Regions from separate parts of the Mus musculus genome. Here all the other regions are linked to region 2. Evidence: chromatin contacts called from public ChIA-PET, Hi-C and HiChIP or PLAC-seq data. All regions are on one chromosome and are shown on one strand. Each heading gives the region's core, a stretch centred on a gene start, on an enhancer-like site or on the middle of the called end of the contact. The rest is flanking DNA. Distances are from core to core; before and after follow the strand shown.

Region 1 (3,082 bases), core at 324-2,823, 160 kb after region 2:
GGAAGAGAGAAAGGAAAGGAGGAAGGGAGAAAGGAAGGAAGGAAAAAGGAGGGAAGAAAGGGAGAAAGTAAGAAAGGAAGAGAGAAAGAAAGGAAGGAAGAAAGGAAGGAAGAGAGAAAGGAAAGAAGGAAGAAGGAAAAGAAGGAGGAAAGAAAGGAAGGAAAAAAGAAAGGAAAGAAGAAAGGAAGAGAAGGAAGGAAGAAAGAAAAAAGAAAAGAAGAAAGGAAGGAAGAAAGAAAGAATGGAAGGAAGACAGAAAGGAGGGAGGTAGGGAAGGGAGGAGAGAAGGGAGGAGGGGTAGGAGGAGGGAAGGGAGGAAGGAAGAGTCCCCAAAAGGCCTGATTGATTTCAGCCTGGGCTCTGGAGAGCTTTGTAGAGGCATCACTGACGTGGAAACTTAAGGGTTCTTTAGAAAGTCGGTTGGATGGTGTTTTGCTGGGGCAAACGCGTGAAGGAATGTCAGCTGAAGTGGACACAGGTGTGAAAGGCTAAGGTAGACTCATAAAGGAACTTTTCGCTGAAGCAGACACAGGAGAGAGGATGTTCTGCTAAAGCAAGCACGTGAAAGGACACGAGGTGAAGGATTCTTTGCTGACAACACGCATGCATTGGTCTGTCTTACATTGCATGGTTGAGAGGCAATAGTCGGGACTCCACAGACAGAAATGTGTAAAATTCTTCTGGTGGTGTTCTGAAGTTTGTTGCCACTTCCAAGGACTCGAGCTGATTGGATGCACATGCTGAGACAGGACACGCACTGAGGCAAGGCACACGGAGAGCACATGATGGTTGGAGGGCATAAATAGGACTCCACAGAGTGACGAGACAGAGCTTGGCTTGCTGGTACAGCTGTCTGTGCTTGTGGATCTCCCGTATTTGCTGATCTTCACTTCCCTGATCTTCACTTCCCTGAGAGACACATAGCTGAGAACTTCTGGTGTTCCTATTGGTCCCTCCTGCTGACTGGAGCTGAGGCTGAGGTCTGTCTGTCTCTGCTAGGACGTGTCACCGCCATTACTGAATTTATCAAACTGGCTGGCTGGTGTATCCATGAAGTGTTTTTGAGTGGATCAAGCTGCCACTGCCTGCTAACCTGTGAACTGAACTGATGATTTCCAGACAACACAGATGGAATCTGCTCCAAAGAACCTTTCTAAACAGGTCCACTTCCCCCGTATCCTTTCTTTCCCACTACTCTGGAAGATGGCGGGTTAAAAGGGAAGTTAAAGTGGTCAAGAACCACCATTAAAAATAGGATTTGAAAAAATTAAAGTTACACATTACCTAGAACAATTGCAGGGGATAATGACTATTAACCAGTCCCGTGGTTACCAGCAGCCTTTGAAGGCCCCAATCGCTAGCCACTTCACCTACCTCACTACAGCGGAAAAAAGATTCAGTATGACCCAGAAAGGCCAGCTCCACTGCACAGGAAGTAGGAGAAAAAGACGGTAGACGTGGCAGGAGAGCTGTCTCAGTGAATCAACCGGAGTTGATTTCCCAGTACCCACAGAGACTCATAACTGCCAGCAACTCCAGCCCCAATGGATCTGACACCCTCTACTGGGCTTGGTGGCACCTGCATGCCCATGTGTGTGCGTGCATGCACAGACATGCACTAGCATAGGAGTACGTGGCACACACACACACACAGAGCCACATAAATATAAATAAAAGATTTTTTTTTTTTAAAGGCAGCAGGAGATGTCAGGGCGCCTGCCTAAGTGAGGGTTATGGTGAAACTGCTAATGAAGTTCCAGAACTTGGTATTTAGCTTTTCTCAGGGAGGCAGGGAGTAGAATATATCAGACTATGCTTGTTCAGTGTCAGGGCTAGACTGGTCCCCGGTCCTGGGTTTTCTGCCGGTTACTCAATTTGCTGGGCTACACAGAAGTGGATGCGCAGTGCTGTGAAGTGTGAGCAGGAGCACTGTCTCGTTCAGCTGACTTGCCACTTGAGTGGTGGACTGCCCTCCCTGTAAGTTACAAATATTCCCACTTCTGTCTCCTTTCAGACCTACTGCAAGCCCAGAGACCAACACACAGGGGTCTGTAGGCCACTGACTGGACGGGAAAGAAGCCAGAATGGAGAAGCTGCTGAAGGAACCACAAGTGTCCGTGTTTCCTTTTTCTGACCTGGAGGCTGGTGCTCCTCCCATCATTCCCTGCTTCAGTGCTGGGGACACCGGGCTTCCTCTTCTAGCATGTGGTTTGGTGTCACCATCCCTAGGGAAACTCTCGGTGACTTTGGAACTCAGGCTGAATGTCAGTCTGGTTCGTTTCCATGCTTTTATTTGCTCGTTGCTGTTTTCAAAGCCCCTTGGATTGTTTGTGAGTCTGAGTGATGGCACATCTGCCACAGTGTAGTGTGGGTGGCAGCATCCTGCTCTCTAGTCTGTGTACAAAGAAATGCTGCTGCTAACTACACCTGTCCAGTCTGTCTGCCTCAGCATGGTCGCTGCTGATGGCGTTCCAAGCGCAGACGTGAGGGAGGAGGGTGAGGCAGCCAAGGCTTTATTCTCTCTGTGGTGTGAGCACCGAGCTGAGGAAGGGTGCTGTTGTGAAGTTCTGCTCTCAACTTTGGTTCTGTTGGAGGAAGGGAAGACCCGAGGACGGGTGTGCCATGGAAGCAAGCGGTGGGGCAGAAGACAGAGGGAGTCGCAACCAGGAAACAAAGCCTTCTGTGGTTTAACTTGCAGCCAGTTTGAAGGATGGATTTGGAAAAGTTAGAGGTGCAGTTCTGGAGTGTTTGGGGTCCAGATGCAAAAGAGAAAAAAAAATCTAACTAACTTGGAAGCTCATCGGAAAGAGATCAGCTCAAAGATGACCCTCTCTAACAAGAACTCCTGCCTCGGCCCGAGGAAGTCAGAGCTATGGGCCAGGAGGAAGGAAGGAGACAGAACCAAATGCTCTTTTTGAGACAGTCTTGTAGGGAACTCAGCAAACGCTTTCCTCGTGTCCCAGACTCCTTTGCGGAATCAGGGTAGGAAATAAGCAGGCTTTCTTTGGGTGACCTTCTGAAATGGAAGGAAAGGACGTTTTACAGTGTTGCTTTTTCTCAAGTTCAGGTTGTGGAAACCATA
Region 2 (3,402 bases), core at 33-2,532:
AAACCTGAATATCTATGCAAATGAAGCATACACCTAGTGTTCACCAGACTCCTCAGCTGTTTCTGGTAACAAAACTCCAGTATTTGAAAAGGACAACAAGGAATCACGCCATTAAAAATACATTCTTTCACTCCAGTGTGAGTCTTAAGGCAGTGGCTAAGTATGGTGATACAATGTCTGATCTTTAGTTTTGGAACTGTCAGAAAGAGTATCTTAAAAAAAAATAGTGGTAGTATCAGAATTTTCTCTAACTGAAAGCAGTTTCGACCAGTAATAATAAGTTTAATGGGGGAAAATAACTTATTTACTCGAGCCTCCTGAGTCACTCTATGCCTAAGATCCAGTAAACTCAAGATAAGCCTCAACTAAGTTCTGAATTTGAAAGTGAAATCCCCACAGGAGACTCCACTCAGCAGCCTTTCAATCCTGGCCGTGCGCCATCAGCACCGGAGGGAGCCCAGGGTCTCAGCACGGGACGCGCGGGACAGAGAGGCGGCGGCCGGGCCTGGCCTGGGCCTCAGCCGCTCATCAGGCCGGTCGCCCTTCCCTGGGACGCGGCGCACCGCAGCTCAGGCCACCACTGCCCTTCGCCCTTCGCAAGAGGCTGTGGAAAACCACCCGATGTCACCACGCGGGTCGCACCCCGCTGGCTACCGTCCAAGGCCACCCTGCCTGCGGCTCTCTGCGGCCCGACGCCCGTTCGAGGCGGATATGGTTAAGGACTCTCCTTGCGCAGCAGGGCGCGGGGTGGGGTGACTCGCATAGCCCTGGCTCGACCAGGCCCCTTCGCCGTCGAGGTGGGACGGCAAGCTCCACTCACCTTAGGGCCCTCGGGGGGCACACGCGGGTCGTTCCACGTCGTGGTGCGGCTGTTGTGGTCCACGAAGAAGGGCCAGCCGGTCTGCGGGTCGATTTTGATCTCCCAGCCCGGGGGCAGGGGGTCTCGGTCGCTGGCTCCGTTGCCGGACGCCATCTGCATCATGGGCGATTGGGTGGCGGCGCTCATGCTGGGTTAGGGTCCGCCCGGGGCGCAGAGCTAGGGCGCGGGTCACGAGGTCGTGGAGTGCGGGCACCTCTGTGTAGCCGATGTGTCCGGGAAGCCGGCGCCGGGCACCTTTATGAATTAAAGGACTGGGTGACGTGGCCGAAGAGGGGTGGAAGTGTCTGGAAATAGCCTCCTAGCTGCCAAAGGGGAAGGAGGAGATAAAGAGAAGGCAGCAACTGGCCGGCTAGAAACTTCTGGTCCCATCCAGAGAACTTGGCGGCCGCCGTGGGTTGGATGCGGAGCTCCGCCCTGAGTCATAGGCTATAATCGCGGCGGGGCGGGACCTTGGGAGGGATCGGAGGCGGGGATTTGTCACCCGCCCCTCCTTCTCCTAGACTACCCAGGCTGTCCCTCCCTATCCCTGTCCTGTGTGTGTCCTGGGGCCTGTGCGCCTCGCGCCAGGTTGACACGCACCGGTGTCCTTGTGCTCTCTGGCTGGTTTCTGTCTCCGGACTCCCCACCACTCTTTCGTGCCGCGTGGGGGTGTCCCGGGGTTAGCAGTCCAAGGGCCGACACCTGGGGCCCCACCTTTGTGTAAGGACTAAATCATCTTTAAACTCGGAAAGTCTAGTTCTTTCTCTCTCTTCACACTCAGTGACGCTGGCGTCCTGCAGTGACGTTTTTAGTAACTTTTTCTCAAGGGCCTTATGACTTCTGAGAAATTCTGGAATGCTGATCTGAGGTCACAACAAAAAGAAAGAGCTGTGGAAACTCACCTGCCTGCTTTGGAAAACTGAAGAAGCAAGGACTAAAGTGACAACTTTGTGCTCTTGGCCTTCTATATAGGCACTTTCGCACAGTGACTAGACTTCAGAAACACCTGGAACCAATACTGAGGCCAATTTCCTGACTCAGATTCAGAGAATGTCCTGGGACCTTCAAAGATACATCTCTGGCCTCTTCCCCTCCGATTTTTACTCTGTGGCAAATACTAGAGGACTCTGCCAGACATTTCCAACAAGCTGATTTTTTTTACTTCCAAAGACCTTCTTACTGACTTTGAAGTCTCAAAGCCTCAGTATAAGTATTAACATAGTTAGCCTTCAGGTACTGCCTGGTGCCACCAAACACACCTGTATAAGCCCAAATGTGGGAATATTGACTTATTATCATTTGATAGTCACATTGAAAGGTCTAGACACTTAGATTCACTCACTGGTCAGTGTCTGTCTTTTGCTTCTTTATACCTGAACCCACCCAGCACGTGGCTAAATCCAGAGTCCATCTTCAATAAAGGAATAAAGATTGATGTTTATTGAAGACTGAATACAAAGTGAATTTTTTCGCTTGTTTTTCAATACAAGGTATCTTTGTGTAGTTTTGGCTGTCCTAGAACTAGCTAATTATGTAGACCAGGCTGACCTTGAACTCACAGAGATCCATCTCTCTGCCTCCCAAGTGCTGGGATCAAGGGCATGTGTCACCACTGCTTGGCTGTGGATATTTTTTTAAAGATATGGTCTATCTATATAGTTCTGCCTCCCAAGTATTGAGATTAAAGGTGCACACTACCATCTACTACGCCTAGCAATGCCCTATTTAAAAAATATTTAAAAAAAATAAATAAAGATTTATTTTATATGTATGAGCCGGCTTGTGCAATGCCTTCCGAGGTCCAAAGAGGGTATTGCATGCCCTGAAACTGTAGTTATAGATGTTTATAGCTTCCTTGTGGGAACTGAACCTGGTCCTCTATAAGAGTAGCAAATGCTCTTAAGTCATCTCTCCCGCACCCCCACTTTGTCCTCAAATTGCCCCTTCGTTCCTACCATCCATTCCTATCTTGCTAAGTATTTCTTGACTCTGTGACTCTTCTCTTTCTTCCGTCCCAGCCATCTTACGCTTTCACCTGGATCCTTCACAGCACCCTAATGGGTTCTTCAGCCTTTGGGCTTGCCTCTAAACCTCTTGCCCATATAGCAGCCAGAGAGGCCTTTTCAAGCACCCACCAAGTCCACTCTCCTTGGTCTGGTGCACAAAGGTGTATTCCTCATTTTCCCTGGTCCATACTTCAGCTGACCCTGCTGAACTGTATCTTGCACACACTGCTTCCACCACCAGGATGGAAACCCTTCTATCCACTCCAACCATCATCTCCTGGGCAGCTTGGCTTTTCCCAGCATTCCCTTTAGCATACACTCCTTCACACACACACACACACACACACACACACACATACACACATCCTGCTGCCCCCCCATTAGTCCTCTGACCATCCACATCCTGTCCCACCCTACCAATTGCTTTACACTGTAAATGCTTGTTTGTTTGATTTACTTAATGGGCTGAGTTTTTAAGAGCAGGAGCAGGATCTTGATCACCACCGTGTCCCCATCCTCCAGCACAGTGTGTGGTAA
Region 3 (3,298 bases), core at 37-2,536, 200 kb before region 2:
GAGGTCAGAAGACAATTTGGTGAATCAGTTCTCTCCTTCCACCGCGTGGATCCTGTGGTCAAGCTTGGGCTAGCTAAGGGAAAAATGTTTGGACGGTCTGCTAAAGCAGGATTTTTGTGTTTCCGACAGGCTCATCTACATCACAGTTAGAAACACATTCCCCTCATTCGCCATCTACTTAAGGCAGCCATGTGACAAACACGAAAGCTTGTAGGCATGTAAGCTGGGGGTTCAGTCCACAAGAATCTGTGTTCTGTGGGTTACTCCCTCTTTGGTCTTCCTTTTCATCTCCTGTAAGCTACCCCTGCAGGTTGTTTCTTCATTGTGAGGGCAAGAAGCCCTCAATATGTGTAGTGGAGAACTGGCTGCCACTTTGAGTGATGAGCCTCTCTGATAAGAGGGTGACAGACATACCGTCTATATGTAGCACTAGAAGGCTAAAACATCACTTACATAGCAGTATAATTGGTGTTGAAGGACAGAATTATAGTTTCGGTTTGTTTTTTGTTTTTCTGTTTTGTATTTATTTTGTTTGAGATGGCTCATGTAGCTCAGGCTCCTATATAGCTGAAGAACCCTGAACTTCTGATCCTCTGACAGGCCTGATGATTGACCTGAGCTAGATCCCCAAGAACCAACTCCTGCAAGTTGTTCTTTGGCCTCCTTGCCCATGTGAATGCACATACACACACTAAACAAATAAGCAGATGTGGTTTAAAGTCTCCACGTTACATTTCACGGTGTGTTACTGTATCTGAAAGTATTTGAGCCAAGTACTGTATATACCGAGCTTGTGCTGCTATGTCTGGGTGAACCACATACTGTTCCACAGGTTCGGCTCTCAGTGGTTAATGGCAGGGAGCTAAGGGCAAGCAGCCTGGGTTTGCGGTGCCTGGTGACTGGTGCCCGGTGCCCGGCAGGAAAACCCCTTGAATACCTGTGAGTGTCCCAGCTGCATATTTTACTCGTACTAACTATTCAGCTTACGTATTGCTGACCTGAACATAATCTGCTGGCCTATATTGTGCTTTGATGACCAAATTTCTCTTTCAGCACAAAATGGAGTTAATCCTGACTGGGAGAAGAAGGTTATTGAATACTTCAAGGAAAAGCTGAAGGAAAATAATGCTCCTAAATGGGTGAGCTTCCTGCTGTTGTGTGAGTTGGCTGGCTCTAGTTTCTCTCAGCAGAGCAGACCGCCCCACCAGCCACGTGACTAGAAGTAGCGCAGTGAGTGCATACAGCTCTTCCAAGTCTGTGGTGAAAATAAAGGGGCTTTGGTCTGATGCTTCTGTGTTGTGCCTCTAGATGGCAGCAAATGACTGTTCTGCAGAGTAAAGTGTGCTCTAAGAGTGTCTTGTTCCTTCCTAAAAGAATTGGCATGTGTGAATGTTGAGAGGAACCCATCAAAGCATATGCTTTCCTGTTGGCTGCAAGGTTCACAGTCCTCACGGTGTTGATGTTTACAGTGTGGGGGCTTAGGAGGCTGACACGAGAGGGTTCTGATGAGTTTGGGGCTAGCCTGGGCTACTTGTGAGTTTCAAACCATGCTGAGCTACAAAGTGATACTGTCTCAAAAGAAAGCAAACATGGGAGCTGGAGAGAGGGCTCAGTTGTTAAGAACACTGGCTGCTCTTTCAGAGGTCTTAAGTTAAATTTCCAACAACTACCTGGATATTCACAACCGTCTATACTGAGATCTAATGTCCTCTCTGGCACACAGAGTATTCATGTACATATACATGTACATACATAAATCTTTAAAGAAAGAAAACAAAGACAAAACAAAACCAAGAAAACAAAACTGAACCAAAAGAAGGCAGTCAGGGAGATGTTACACATACTGTGGATGCTTTTAGAAGGAAAAGCATCGTGCTAGAGTCAAGTGTTGTCACACGAACTTGGAAGAATTGAGAGGAAAGTTCTTCCCCAGCAGATGTTATGTTGAGCAGTGAGCACACACAGCGGGGCAGGGCTAGGTTTTGAAGATGTGTCTCTTCCAGACAACAGCTTTGCTAATCTGCTTGCCTGTTTTCTCCGAAGGTGCCATCGCTGAACGAAGTGCCCCTCCATTATCTGAAGCCCAACAGCTTTGTCAAGTTTCGTTGCATGATTCAGGATATGTTTGACCCTGAGTTTTACATGGGAATTTATGAGACAGTTAACCAGAACACAAAAGCACGCGTATGTATTGCTTCCTCCCTGAACCATGCTGTCTATAATTTGTAATATTAATCACATTTAATAATACTTTGTCCTGCGTTTTGGTCATAGGTTCTTCATTTTGGAAAATACAGAGATGTAGCAGAATGTGGGGTATGTATCCTTACAGTGTCTGAGGCTGGTTGTAAGCACGAGTTTTCTACCTAAAAAGAGAATTTCTCTTTCTTTGGTTGGTTTTCAGTATACTTGTCTTGTATATGAGTGAGTTCTAAAAAAATCAGGCAGAATATTTTTTTTTTGCCTTTAAGAATTTTTCTGACATAATCTTATTATTATCTTTGAAAGATTTCTGGCAAGATTATAAATGACAGGATTCTTCCTTAGTATCTGTGAATAAAAGTACAGGGATTTTTTTTTTCTTTAAACAAAAGTGAAAGCTTAACTTAAACTTAGCACTTTCTCAACTAGATAGAATTAAACATTTGCTTGCTCGTTTTGTAAAGCAGAAGGCTGCACCGGGAGATCTAAGGCCGTTGCTGCGGATCCCGGGCCATCAGGGTTGGCAGGAAGCACCTTTGCCCGATGAACTTACCTTACACTCCTTCAGTCGAATACACTGAGCCCCACTCTGGCTTTCTAGGGAAGGTTGCTGGGAGTGGAAGTGAGAGGTAAAGAAGTGTAGCTACCATTGAACACTTCCTCCGACTCGAGAACCTGCCCTTTTGGATGAGGCTCTCACTGTGTAGCCTGACTGGCCTGACGTGGACTTGTGTCTGCCCTGCTTCTTTCTGCCTGCCAGCTGTTGGGATTACACGTGTTTTACTATCACGTTTGACTTTACATATGGGCTTTAAAACCAAGTTTTCATGGGCAGAAAGAAGAAATGAAAGCATAGTGACAGGGAAAGCACAGAGTTTTGGGTGTCATGTAGCTGTGAAAGGGTGGCCACTCTACTGTGTATAGGGTTCCATAAATGCTAGGCCCCACAGGATAGTGTGGAGGCAGAGCTTTACCAGACAGCATTTGTAAAGGGACTCTGAACTATCTGGCTTCTGTTCCTTTCTGTGCATTGCTTTTCTGATACTAGGAGAAAAAGACTTCACTTTGATGCTTGTGTAGTATGTGGTGTCTTAGC
Region 4 (3,317 bases), core at 295-2,794, 130 kb after region 2:
TAGAGGTGCTGATGGGAGATGTGTTCCAGAGTCAGGCATGCCGCAAATAGGGTGTGGGCCATATGCAGAGATGCTGCAGGGACTTGAAGCTCCACCTTCCTAGAGGAAAGACTAGAGGAGCCCTGGACAGGTGACCTTCCCTTCTTTTGATGTCTCTGGGACTCCCTACCTGTGTTGCCAATGGTCAGTTGACTCATGAGCCAGTAGCTTAGGAGACTGTTAGGCTGCGTGGTAGTTATATGAGAGTAGTTACAGCATCCGGGGCAGGACTCAAATTTAGGGAATGTCTAGGACACAGGCCGTGCTGAAGGCGAACGGCAGAATCTGAGGCTCTCCTGGTGAGGGAGCAGGGTGAAGGAAGAAGGCAGGTGTTACCCAGGACTGGAGCCAGAGACCCCTGGAGGGGCTTAGTAACCAGAAGCCGCCAGGAGCCCCCAGGCAACATGGCCTAGCCTGTGGGATTCAGCTGAGAGGTGGAGAGCAGAGCGGGTGGGAGGAGCTCCCGTCTACTCTTGAGCTGTGTCTGTAGAAATTGGGAGTGAGGAGGCTGATTGCCACGAGGAAGTGAAGTGAAAGCTTTTATGGTGGCTGAGCATCAGCGTGGGCCCTAAGTGTGTGTGTGTGTGTGTGTGTCTGAGAGAGAGAGAGAGAGAGAGAGAGAGAGAGAGACCACACTGCACCTTCCTGAGCACTGGACAACTGATGACTTTGCTGTTCTGAGCAGACCGGTGTCTGGGGCTCTGAGCAAAGTGAATTCACTTCTCTTAAACCTGCGCTGGTTGGGAGCAGGGTTTCAGGCTGACTTCCTACCCAGTGTGGGTGCAAACCAGGCTTCATAGCACCTGCAGGAAGGGCCCTGACCTGTGCCTGGAAGGAGCCGAGACCGGATACATCTATCTGTCTGTCTCAGGGAAGGGAGGGCTGTGGTGGAGGCAGTGGCTAGGTGCATATGCCAGCACTTTCACACACTCAGAACTGACTCCACCAAGGGAGCTAGTCTGTTCTTATTCTTACAGCGGCGGCGGCGGCTAGAACAGGGTTAACAAAACTCTGGAAAATTCTACCAGAATAGCTCAAGCGAGCAGTTCTTCTTTTCTGTTCAAGTCTCGGCCTGGACACCAGGCCTTCCCGTGACTGGCCTGTGGTCAGCTGTCTCAGGGTTTCCCTTTTCGGTCACACTTCCTATCCTAGCGCAGATAAGCCTGCTCACTCATTCTCCTGTACCCACTGGGTCAGCCCAGGGGCGCACCCTGTCCTCAGTGGCTGGGGAAGGACAGCTGATTCGAGAGGGCTGGTTGATAGTGCCCCCTCCCCCCACACCTGCTTCCTCTCCCTTGGGCCACCTGCCCCCACATATGGAGCCTCAAGCTGCTCACTTCTGTGTCTCATTTTCAGAACTCCCCCAAGAGAGCCTGAGTTCATGGGAGCCATGTGTGTGCATGCGTGCATGGCAGAACAGCTGTGTGGATGTCTTAGGAGGGGAGACCTGCAGACTGTTGCACGCAGTTCGCTCATCTGGCCAACTGAAATTCTACTTTCATGAAGTAACTTTAAAACAGGAAGTGGGTTTCCAAAAATGTTCCCTTCTGACAGAATGGGGATGGTGGAAGACACTCATGGCTCTGTGGAACTGGTGGGTCTTTGAGAGACATGAAGTTCCAAACTGCTCTTCCGGGGCAGGCCTCATGATGGTCCCCAGACCTTCCCCAGGAATAGTCGTATTTATCTCAAGAGGCTCCCATGTCTTTGAGTTTGACATAAACGAATTGCTCCTGCAGGCAGGAAGAACAGACACAAGGCTTTGAGCGCTGTCCCCGCTTTGGGCACTGTTCCTATATCAGCAGAGACAGAGTCAGGCCTCAGCCTCATAGGGTCTTTAGCTTTCTGGTCTCTGGCTTGAAACGAGCGCTTTTCTTCTCTTTAAGCACGGCTAATTGAAAACGTCCAGGGATTTCCCTAAGAGCAGAAGTTTTCAGAGCCGGGTGTTCTCCCAGTGAAGTTCTGCAAGTGTCCTCTTAGGCTGAGAGCCTCTCTGGGAGAAAAAAAGTGTTATCTTAGGGTCTCCTGACCTCCCCCACCTCCTCCACACACTTCAGCTGTGTGAAAGGCATCTCTTCATTGCCTTGCTCTGTGGGGTTGGAGGGGGGTCTGAGGCTTGAGGTTCACACAGGAGCTATCTCTGCTGCCACAGATGGCCCCATTCTCTTCAAGAAGAGGGAGGGAAGTTCTGGTGGAGAGTGCTGAGACTGCAGCCCTGCCCACCACAACTCTGAAGACTTTAAATAAAGCTGGCTTCTGCCATCAGGGAAGGTCATAGCCCTGTCACGGTTCTTAATTGCTCCTACCATCAGGCCATGTCACGGCCCTGCCACAGCTCTCAGTGTAATGAGACTGCAGGTGAGTGAACATCTTGTCAGCCCTTGTCTCCAAGATTCCCAGTGGGGCTGCGCTGGGGACTTTTGGCATACAGTGAGTGTTTTTCTCTGCATCACTTACACTTACTGTGTGAAAACTTCTTCCACTGGAAGACAGATAAGCCATCTATCCTAGAGAGCTCAGGGTGCCTTGTGGGACCAGAGTAGGGCTGAAGTTTGGAGTCAGACAGTCTTGGTGTCACCTGTTCTGGCCCTGGTCCTCATCAGGAAACCAGCATTAACAGGGGAGAAAGACCAAGAGGTTAAGGGAAGGGAAGCAGGCTTAGCATGTCCATGGCACAGCAGGCGCTGGTGGCAATGCATGTACATATGGGTAGTTTCATGAGACTTTATTTGACCTGGTGAAACACACATAATTAAAAACCTTTGGAGTGTCTCCATGGCACCGAATGTATTCACAATGCTGTGCAGGCACGACCACTTACCGGATCCCAAATCTTCTCAACACTCCAAAGAGAACCCCCATCCATGCCTCTGCCCCAGGCATTTCCAGGAATTCCTAGTCAAGGAATTGAAATAAAGGTGCACAAAGACTGGAAAGTAGCAAGGTAACGGTGCTGGAGAGATGGCTCAGTGGTTAGGAGCACTGACTGCTCTTCCAGAGGTCCTGGGTTCAATTCTCAACATGGTGGCTCACAACCGTCTGTAGTGGGGATCCGATGCCCTCTTCTGGTGTGTCTGAAGACAGTGACAGTGTACATCAATCAATCAATCAATCAATCAATCAATCAATCTTTAAAAAAAAAAGGAGAAGCAGGGAAAGTATTCAAAAACCTAGCCACCCTAGTATAGCTCAAAAGAAAGACACTGTCAAGAGGAACAACAGAGGCCAGGCATGGTGGCACAAGAATTTAATCCCAGCACTCAGGAAGCAGAGGAAGG
Region 5 (3,081 bases), core at 118-2,617, 150 kb before region 2:
CTTTATAGAGTACCATAAACAGAGTAAGAAAAAACTGGGTACAAAAGACCCCAGTGAGCAAGATGCTACAGTCCCTACTAACAGTAAATTGCAAATGTCAGGATATAAAAGAGGTTTTAACCTACTGACGGGTAAATTTAAATAACTGAACAGAGTCAGCATTGGTGAACATGAAAAACAACAGCGGGGTCCCATTGCTACTGAGAATAGAAGCTGTGTGATCCCTTAAAAACGGTTTCTAATTTCCTGCTGCTTGTGTTGGGTGGGCAGGGCAAGTCTGAGGATTTTCAGTGCTTCTGGTGCAGTATCTCTGAATGCTAAATATCAACTTTAAGTGTATATGCTGTTTAATTCAACAAGTTTGCCTTCACAAATTCATTCTGCAAAAACAAGTTCCCTAATTCTTAGACTTTTAAAATTGTCTTTACTCTCGGTGGGGGGCACATGTATAAGCATGTGCAGGGGGCAGAGTTAGAGAACTTTATGGCGTCTGCTCTCACGCCCCGCCCCCTTACGTGGGTGCCAGGGATGAAAATGTACACATGGGTGATAAGGCTTGCCCATCAAGTGCTTGACCTGATGGGCCATCTTGCCAGCTCTTCACTTTGGATTATTTTGTTTTTGAGGCAGGGTCACACTATGTAGCCCTGGCTGTCCTGGAACTTGGTATGTAAGCCAGGTCAGCCTCAAACTCACTTTGTGCTGGACTAAAGGTGTGCACCATTATAACCAATTTGTTTTTTCAAACTGAGTTCTTATATAGCCCAGGCCTTGAATTTACTGGATAGCCTAGGCTGGACTAATCCCCTTTACAACCTCTATAGTCTCCTCCTGAGTGCTGGGATTATAGATACACACCATCATTCCCAATTTAGAACTTTTCCTTTTTTCTGCCAGCCTTTGCCTCCGGAGGTGTTGGGATTAAAGGCATGTGCCACCACTGCCTAACCTAAGAATTCTGGGGAAAAGACTAACAGCCAGAGACTTCACTGCAGAACAGTATGTGCACTGCCAGCTCTTTGTGACTTCAGCCCATGGTGAATGTGCGGGTGTCAGGTGACCTTGCTACAAACAATAGATTGCTAACTCAAATCTCAAGGCAAGCCTGGAAGCCGCAAGGCTGAGTGCAGTGACTTCAGTAAACCACTGAGGACTCGGGTTCTTTCTGCCTTTCCCTCTGCCATTCCCTCATTGCTTCCCCAGCAGCACACTGGATAAACGCCCGACTGCTTCATTCACCATCTTGAGACAGATGCAAAAGTCCCTAACATCAAATCCTGACAAAGCAGCCTCAGGGGCACTGTGGGTTCCGGTATATCTTTTATTAGAGCAGGAAGCTTTTCCCACATCAGACCTTCTGTCAAACAGCTCCAGCCTAAACCAATTATGAGCTAGCGCAATGCAGCCACACGGATGAGTCACCCTGACCGTGGGCCCCTCATCGCAGAAAGCAATTACCCAGGAGAAGGACACAGATAACACAGATAAATGAACACTGCCAGGCTCCTGCTGGAGGCCAGGAGGTGTCTGCTCAGCGCCCGCCTCTAGATATTGACGTGCGTCAACGGGGAGCAGGGACAAGTGTGGGAAGAGGTTATTTCCTGGCGTGCACACCTCAGTATTGCTCCTTTTAACAATTTGTGTTGCATTTAAATATGGCTTATTCTTTCTAATGCTACTTACAATTAGGAATATCAATAATGCATGAATCAACACGAATCAACACATTATTAAGGAACTCAATGCAGAATAAGACCAAATCATTCCTGACCACATCCAGTCCTTCATGCCGCCCTCAGCAGCCGCTGGCTCTGATGCTGCAGTGAGGCTCTTGCATAAGCACCCGTGACTGAGCACACTTGGAGTCCTGTTTGCCGATTTAAGTGCTAATTGCTCTGCATCCTTTCCCAGACTTGACGCTTCTCAGCGGTTCCCCTCAGCTCCCCAGTGTGTGAGTCATGGCTTTAATTTGCATTTCCCTGATGATTAATGAGATGACGCACCTTCTCTGATGGATTTGACTTTATAAAATATCCTTGTACATAAAATCCTGTTACATTATTCTGTCCAGTTTTTTTTGTATTGTACATCCTTTTTAATGGGTTTAGAAGACATTTAAATGTGCTGCGAGATAACAGACCAAATCTTAACTATTAAAGATTTATTTTATGTGTGTTTTGCCTACATGTACCTGTGTGTACCATGTGTGTGCCTGCTGCCCTCAGAGCTCAAAAGGAGGTGTCAGATTCCCCGGAAGTGGACTTACTCATGGTTGTGAGCCACCATATGTATTCTAGGGTTGGAACCTGGGTCCTCTACAAGAGCTCTTAACTCTCCAGCCTCCCCTAATCTCTGAATTACCTTTCATTCTCTTCATAATGCCTTTTTAAAAAGTATTTATTTTATGCATGCGTTTCAATTGTGCATAACCAGAAATAACAAATAGTAAAAAATCGTAAAGTAAAAATCAAGTTAGTCCCTTTCCATTATGGTTAGCGTTGTTGTTTTGTACATGTATGTATCTTTGTGTGGTGAATACACAGCATAGCACATGTGCAGAGGTCAGAGGTCAACCTTAGATGTAGGCCTTTGTCTTCCATCCTGTTTGGGGCAGTGTCTGTATTGGTTACAGCAAGCTGGCCTACAGAGCTCTAGGATTCTCCTTTCTCCACGTCCAAGCTCTCCTTAAGAGCCCTGAGATTACACATTCAGGGCCTCGAACTCACAGAGATCCTCCTGCCCCTGGCTCAGAGTGCTGGGACTGAAGACACATGTCATGTCACCTCTTCTCTTCTCTTCTCTTCTCTTCTCTTCTCTTCTCTTCTCTTCTCTTCTCTTCTCTTCTCTTCTCTTCTCTTCTCTTCTCTTTGTGTGAGTGGGTGCTGGGACCAAACCCAGATCCTCTGCAGAGCCGTACATACTCTTAATCGCTGAGACATCCCTCCAGCCCAAAAATAACTATTTCCTGGTTGGGCATTATTCTTTATCAAGTGACTAATAAAATGTGATAGACAATCATACATTTGAAACAAAGAAAGATAAGGAAACTGCTTTTATAAATCCTGCTCATGACTCAGTTTG
Region 6 (3,291 bases), core at 637-3,136, 230 kb after region 2:
CCACTTCCACTCTTGGTAACCCTTCCTTAACCGGCTGTCTACTATCCCGTGCCTTATTTATTTATTTATTTATTTATAGAAATTTTTCCTGAAGATTTACTTATTTGTTTTATGTAAGTGCACTGTCACTGCCTGCAGACACACCAGAAGAGGGCATGGGATCCCATTACAGATGGTTGTGAGCCACCATGTGGTTGCTGGGAATTGAACTCAGGACCTCTGGAAGAGCAGTTGGTGCTCTTAACCACTGAGCCATCTTTCCAGCTCCCCCCCCGCCCCCCCGCCCTCCCCCGCCCCCAGTGCCTAATTTAAAAGGCATGATTTTCCTTCCTCTTTCCTCCTGGTAACTGCCAGGATTTCCACCTAACCTGTACTGTTAAACTAATAAACTGTCCTCAAGATTCCTGTGTTGGGCTGGTGAGATGGCTCAGTGGGTAAGAGCACCCGACTGCTCTTCCGAAGGTCCTGAGTTCAAATCCCAGCAACCACATGGTGGCTCACAACCATCCCTAACGAGATCTGACTCCCTCTTCTGGTGTGTCTGAAGACAGCTACAGTATACTTACATATAATAATAAATAAATCTAAAAAAAAAAAAGATTCCTGTGTACTCCTTTTCTAAACTATTTTATTAAAAAAAAAACCAAACTCTCTCTCTTTGTGTGTGTGTGTGTGTGTGTGTGTGTGTGTGTAGGTGCACATCCATGATGGTGTCTGCTCCCTCTTCAAGTTGGAGTTACGTGTGGTTTGAACTACCTAACATGAATGCTGGGAACCCACTGCTGATGTCTTGGAAGAACTGGGAGCATTTAGCTAGTAAGCCTCCAAATCCCCTTATTAAGGAGCCTAAGTTCCCATGGGAACCTCGGTTTCCCCAGTAACAAAGTAACAACAAATGTTGGCAAAGAGCCCCTTACAGAATGTAAACTGCTCCAGCTGCTCTGAAAATCAAAAGGAAAAAAGAACAGACCTGCCTTAGGCTTACAGCTCTACTACCTATAGCTATACACCAAAGGACGCCATGTCCTACCACGGAAATACCTGTACATGTGTGTTTACTGCTGCAGAATTCGGAACAGCTAAGAAATGGAGTCAGTCCGGATCTCTCAGGAGACACATGAGTCACAAAATGTGGAGTTACAGTGAGATTTTATTCAACCATAAAGAAAAGTGAAATAATAACATTTGCAGGAAAATGAGTTTAAAGACTGTTGCAGAAACACAGATGCCCCGTGTTTTCTCTCATATGCAAGTCCTAGATTTGGAATTTTATGTGTGTATGTGTGTGTGTGGGAGGAGGGGCTGGGGTATAAGTCATGAAATTAGAAATGGGACCCTGAGGAGGGAAGAAGGGATCTTAAAGAAATAGGAAGATAGAGATCATGTGACATAAAAGCAGCATTGGGGTGAGGAGGGCTGGGTGGAGTGGGTAAGTGGATGTCTACATAGTAGGAGTCAGGCAAGAGAACAGGGGGAGGCGGGTGGTAAATAGGAACAAAGGGAGCAAAATATGAATCAAAATGCCATAATGAAGCTCATTAAGTCACAAGCTAACTTAAAAAATTTCAAAAACTCTATTGTCCTTGGCCTCACAAACAAAAAAAAGCACTGCGACGGAGAGGGATACTCCAGTTACACAGCTAAAAGTTTGAGATCTGAGTGGAGTCTCCACCACAACTATTTCCCCAGGAAGCCATCTCTCCCTCTTCCGATTGGAGTTCAGAGTCAACGGCCCCTATATTGCTCCTAGGGTCCAAAGAACGATAGGTAGGTCAGGTGCAGTCCTGGGGTGTGCCCCAGGAAGGCAGGACACACAATAATCGGAGTTCCAAGAGAATAAAAGATTAGTGTCCTTCTGTGGCCACCGTAGCCAAACAGGAAATGTAGTTCGCCTAGCTTTTTGCCGCGTTGGACCGACTCGCTGAACTTGAGGATGGCTGACGCTGCGAGCCTACGGGCGCCGCTGTGCACGGAGCAGTTCGGCTCCGGAGCCCCGCGCGGCTGCAGCGCTGCCGCCGATGGGAGCCTGCAGTGGGACGGGGCTCGGCGCTGGGGCTGGCTCTCCCGGGCCCCGATAGCGAAACCTGGGCAGCACGCGGGTGGAGGCGGGGGACCCTGGGCAGCACTGACCGCTCTTTCGGGCCTCAGATCCGTGCTGCTGCCTCAGGGCTTCCCAGATAGCGTCAGCCCGGATTACCTGCCATACCAGCTGTGGGATTCCGTGCAGGTCCGGCTGGCCGATTGCCGTGGGGGGGGGGCGGTTTATAGCTGGGGACCCGGGGAATAGGCCCCTGCAATCTGCATGTGCACATTGGAAGGCTAGGGTGCATTGCATAGTCCTGACAGTTTTCCAGGTCCCACAGAACCAGTGAGAGCTGGTATAGCACAGTAGGCTCCGTGCTCCTGCCACCTCTCCTCATTCCACTTCTTTTCTCTCCAGGCCTTTGCTTCCAGCCTCTCCGGCTCTCTAGCCACCCAAGCAGTATTGCAGGGCTTAGGGGTAGGCAACGCAAAAGCCTCCGTTTCAGCTGCCACGTCCACCTGGCTCGTGAAAGGTGAGCTGGAACCTGGGAGCCTTACCTGTTGATCTCATCCCTGCTTCCTGTCTCTGGCCTCTTTTTCCTTTACTGCAAACCCTAGCCTTGCTGTTTTGAACTGTTCTGACCTCTAACAGTGGTTCTCGTGTGCGTGTGTGTGTTTGTGCGCGTGCGCATATACACATTTATGGTCTGCAGCCTGATTAGTACACAGAAGCTGTGAATCTTTGCCCACAGCTGGAATGCCCTCATCAGTGAATCAGCCTAAGTGGCTCACCTTGTTACCCATGCAAACTTCAGAATCCCGAAATCATCCGGGATCCTCCTTAAATTACCTTTAATCTTACTTTATGCAGGATTGCATAGACATGCAGTTTATTACGTAAAAAAAACCCGCCAGCTTCCCGGGATGGTGAAAGTTGGGTACTTCCAGTGGGCAAAGGGGCATGTGGCTGGTCCTAAATTGGTAGTTAAGGAAATGCTAAAATGCACTCTGACCCCTCTGGGGTACCTGACTGTGCTGCAGTAAGATTATAGTAACCGTGTGCTGAGAGTATACAGCCTTCTGAAAAAAGTCACTAAGAAAATCAAAGATAATCTAGTATTATGCCTGCCACCTGGTGAGGGAAGCAGACCAAAGGGAACTCAACACTTGTTTCACGTTTAGGAGGGTCCTTGGCTCAGTCTTCTGGCCTCTGTCTTTCCCTGTTATCCCCAGTGGTATTTAAATGAACCTTAGGGGCGGGGCAAGGAC

Evidence for each region. Hi-C and Micro-C count contacts between places; a contact is called where the count stands out from the background. ChIA-PET counts read pairs in DNA pulled down with a chosen protein or histone mark. HiChIP or PLAC-seq counts read pairs in DNA pulled down with a chosen protein or histone mark.
Region 1: a contact with region 2 is called in an H3K4me3 HiChIP or PLAC-seq map of bone marrow-derived macrophages, with 4 times the contacts expected there. The contact joins the enhancer-like site here to the promoter of Bag3 in region 2. A contact is called at or near these places in 1 of 39 promoter capture datasets (pre-B cells), 4 of 484 Hi-C or Micro-C datasets (CD8 T cells, bone marrow-derived macrophages, nephron progenitors and 1 more), 5 of 115 datasets of contacts at active chromatin or transcription factors (bone marrow-derived dendritic cells, bone marrow-derived macrophages, embryonic stem cells and 1 more) and 1 of 9 other capture datasets (liver).
Region 3: an H3K27ac HiChIP or PLAC-seq map of epiblast stem cells shows a contact between it and region 2. The contact joins the enhancer-like site here to the promoter of Bag3 in region 2. A contact is called at or near these places in 1 of 484 Hi-C or Micro-C datasets (bone marrow-derived macrophages), 13 of 115 datasets of contacts at active chromatin or transcription factors (bone marrow-derived macrophages, double positive thymocytes, effector CD8 T cells and 7 more) and 4 of 9 other capture datasets (adipose tissue, embryonic stem cells, liver and 1 more).
Region 4: an RNA polymerase II ChIA-PET map of memory CD8 T cells shows a contact between it and region 2, with 87 read pairs. The contact joins the enhancer-like site here to the promoter of Bag3 in region 2. A contact is called at or near these places in 2 of 484 Hi-C or Micro-C datasets (the G1E-ER4 cell line and Th1 cells), 7 of 115 datasets of contacts at active chromatin or transcription factors (the SCID.adh cell line, T-cell acute lymphoblastic leukemia, bone marrow-derived dendritic cells and 4 more) and 2 of 9 other capture datasets (adipose tissue and liver).
Region 5: a contact with region 2 is called in a Hi-C map of the N1E-115 cell line, with 3 times the contacts expected there. The contact joins the enhancer-like site here to the promoter of Bag3 in region 2. A contact is called at or near these places in 6 of 39 promoter capture datasets (3T3-L1-derived adipocytes, frontonasal cranial neural crest, hematopoietic stem and progenitor cells and 3 more), 18 of 484 Hi-C or Micro-C datasets (the 3T3-L1 cell line, the C2C12 cell line, the G1E-ER4 cell line and 10 more), 27 of 115 datasets of contacts at active chromatin or transcription factors (the HPC-7 cell line, the NIH/3T3 cell line, the SCID.adh cell line and 21 more) and 3 of 9 other capture datasets (adipose tissue, liver and pancreatic islet).
Region 6: an H3K4me3 HiChIP or PLAC-seq map of the SCID.adh cell line shows a contact between it and region 2, with 14 read pairs. The contact joins the promoter of Rusf1 here to the promoter of Bag3 in region 2. A contact is called at or near these places in 4 of 484 Hi-C or Micro-C datasets (the G1E-ER4 cell line, bone marrow-derived macrophages and embryonic stem cells), 8 of 115 datasets of contacts at active chromatin or transcription factors (the SCID.adh cell line, bone marrow-derived dendritic cells, bone marrow-derived macrophages and 4 more) and 2 of 9 other capture datasets (adipose tissue and liver).

Annotation. Positions count from the first base shown.
Region 1 is chr7:128,358,377-128,361,458 of GRCm38.p6, reverse strand. It overlaps Gm39092 (a long non-coding RNA gene), which reads left to right. Exons shown (of 3, transcript XR_869958.2): 3 at 2,015-2,666. Among named protein-coding and RNA genes, the nearest start is that of Gm39092, 7.1 kb to the left of the region's middle. Within about 2 kb of position 1,573, at least 13 of the 459 cell types and tissues checked have an H3K27ac peak or open chromatin away from gene starts, as enhancers often do. A contact at or near this core is called in bone marrow-derived macrophages, where this site is marked.
Region 2 is chr7:128,521,463-128,524,864 of GRCm38.p6, reverse strand. It overlaps Bag3 (BCL2-associated athanogene 3), which reads right to left and starts at 1,282. Exons shown (of 4, transcript NM_013863.5): 1 at 821-1,282. The coding sequence starts at 1,006.
Region 3 is chr7:128,722,954-128,726,251 of GRCm38.p6, reverse strand. It overlaps Mcmbp (minichromosome maintenance complex binding protein), which reads left to right. Exons shown (of 16, transcript NM_145955.3): 2 at 1,054-1,139; 3 at 2,044-2,184; 4 at 2,275-2,316. Among named protein-coding and RNA genes, the nearest start is that of Mcmbp, 16 kb to the left of the region's middle. Within about 2 kb of position 1,286, at least 81 of the 459 cell types and tissues checked have an H3K27ac peak or open chromatin away from gene starts, as enhancers often do. A contact at or near this core is called in bone marrow-derived macrophages, embryonic basal ganglia, epiblast stem cells and 1 more, where this site is marked.
Region 4 is chr7:128,390,343-128,393,659 of GRCm38.p6, reverse strand. All of the region lies in intron 3 of Rgs10 (regulator of G-protein signalling 10), which reads left to right. Among named protein-coding and RNA genes, the nearest start is that of Gm39092, 25 kb to the right of the region's middle. Within about 2 kb of position 1,544, at least 166 of the 459 cell types and tissues checked have an H3K27ac peak or open chromatin away from gene starts, as enhancers often do. A contact at or near this core is called in the G1E-ER4 cell line, the SCID.adh cell line, T-cell acute lymphoblastic leukemia and 7 more, where this site is marked.
Region 5 is chr7:128,670,922-128,674,002 of GRCm38.p6, reverse strand. The region is part of intron 9 of Inpp5f (inositol polyphosphate-5-phosphatase F); the gene reads right to left. Among named protein-coding and RNA genes, the nearest start is that of Inpp5f, 61 kb to the right of the region's middle. Within about 2 kb of position 1,367, at least 186 of the 459 cell types and tissues checked have an H3K27ac peak or open chromatin away from gene starts, as enhancers often do. A contact at or near this core is called in the C2C12 cell line, the G1E-ER4 cell line, the HPC-7 cell line and 23 more, where this site is marked.
Region 6 is chr7:128,296,726-128,300,016 of GRCm38.p6, reverse strand. It overlaps Rusf1 (RUS family member 1), which reads left to right and starts at 1,886. Exons shown (of 13, transcript NM_145590.2): 1 at 1,886-2,227; 2 at 2,441-2,555. The coding sequence starts at 1,934.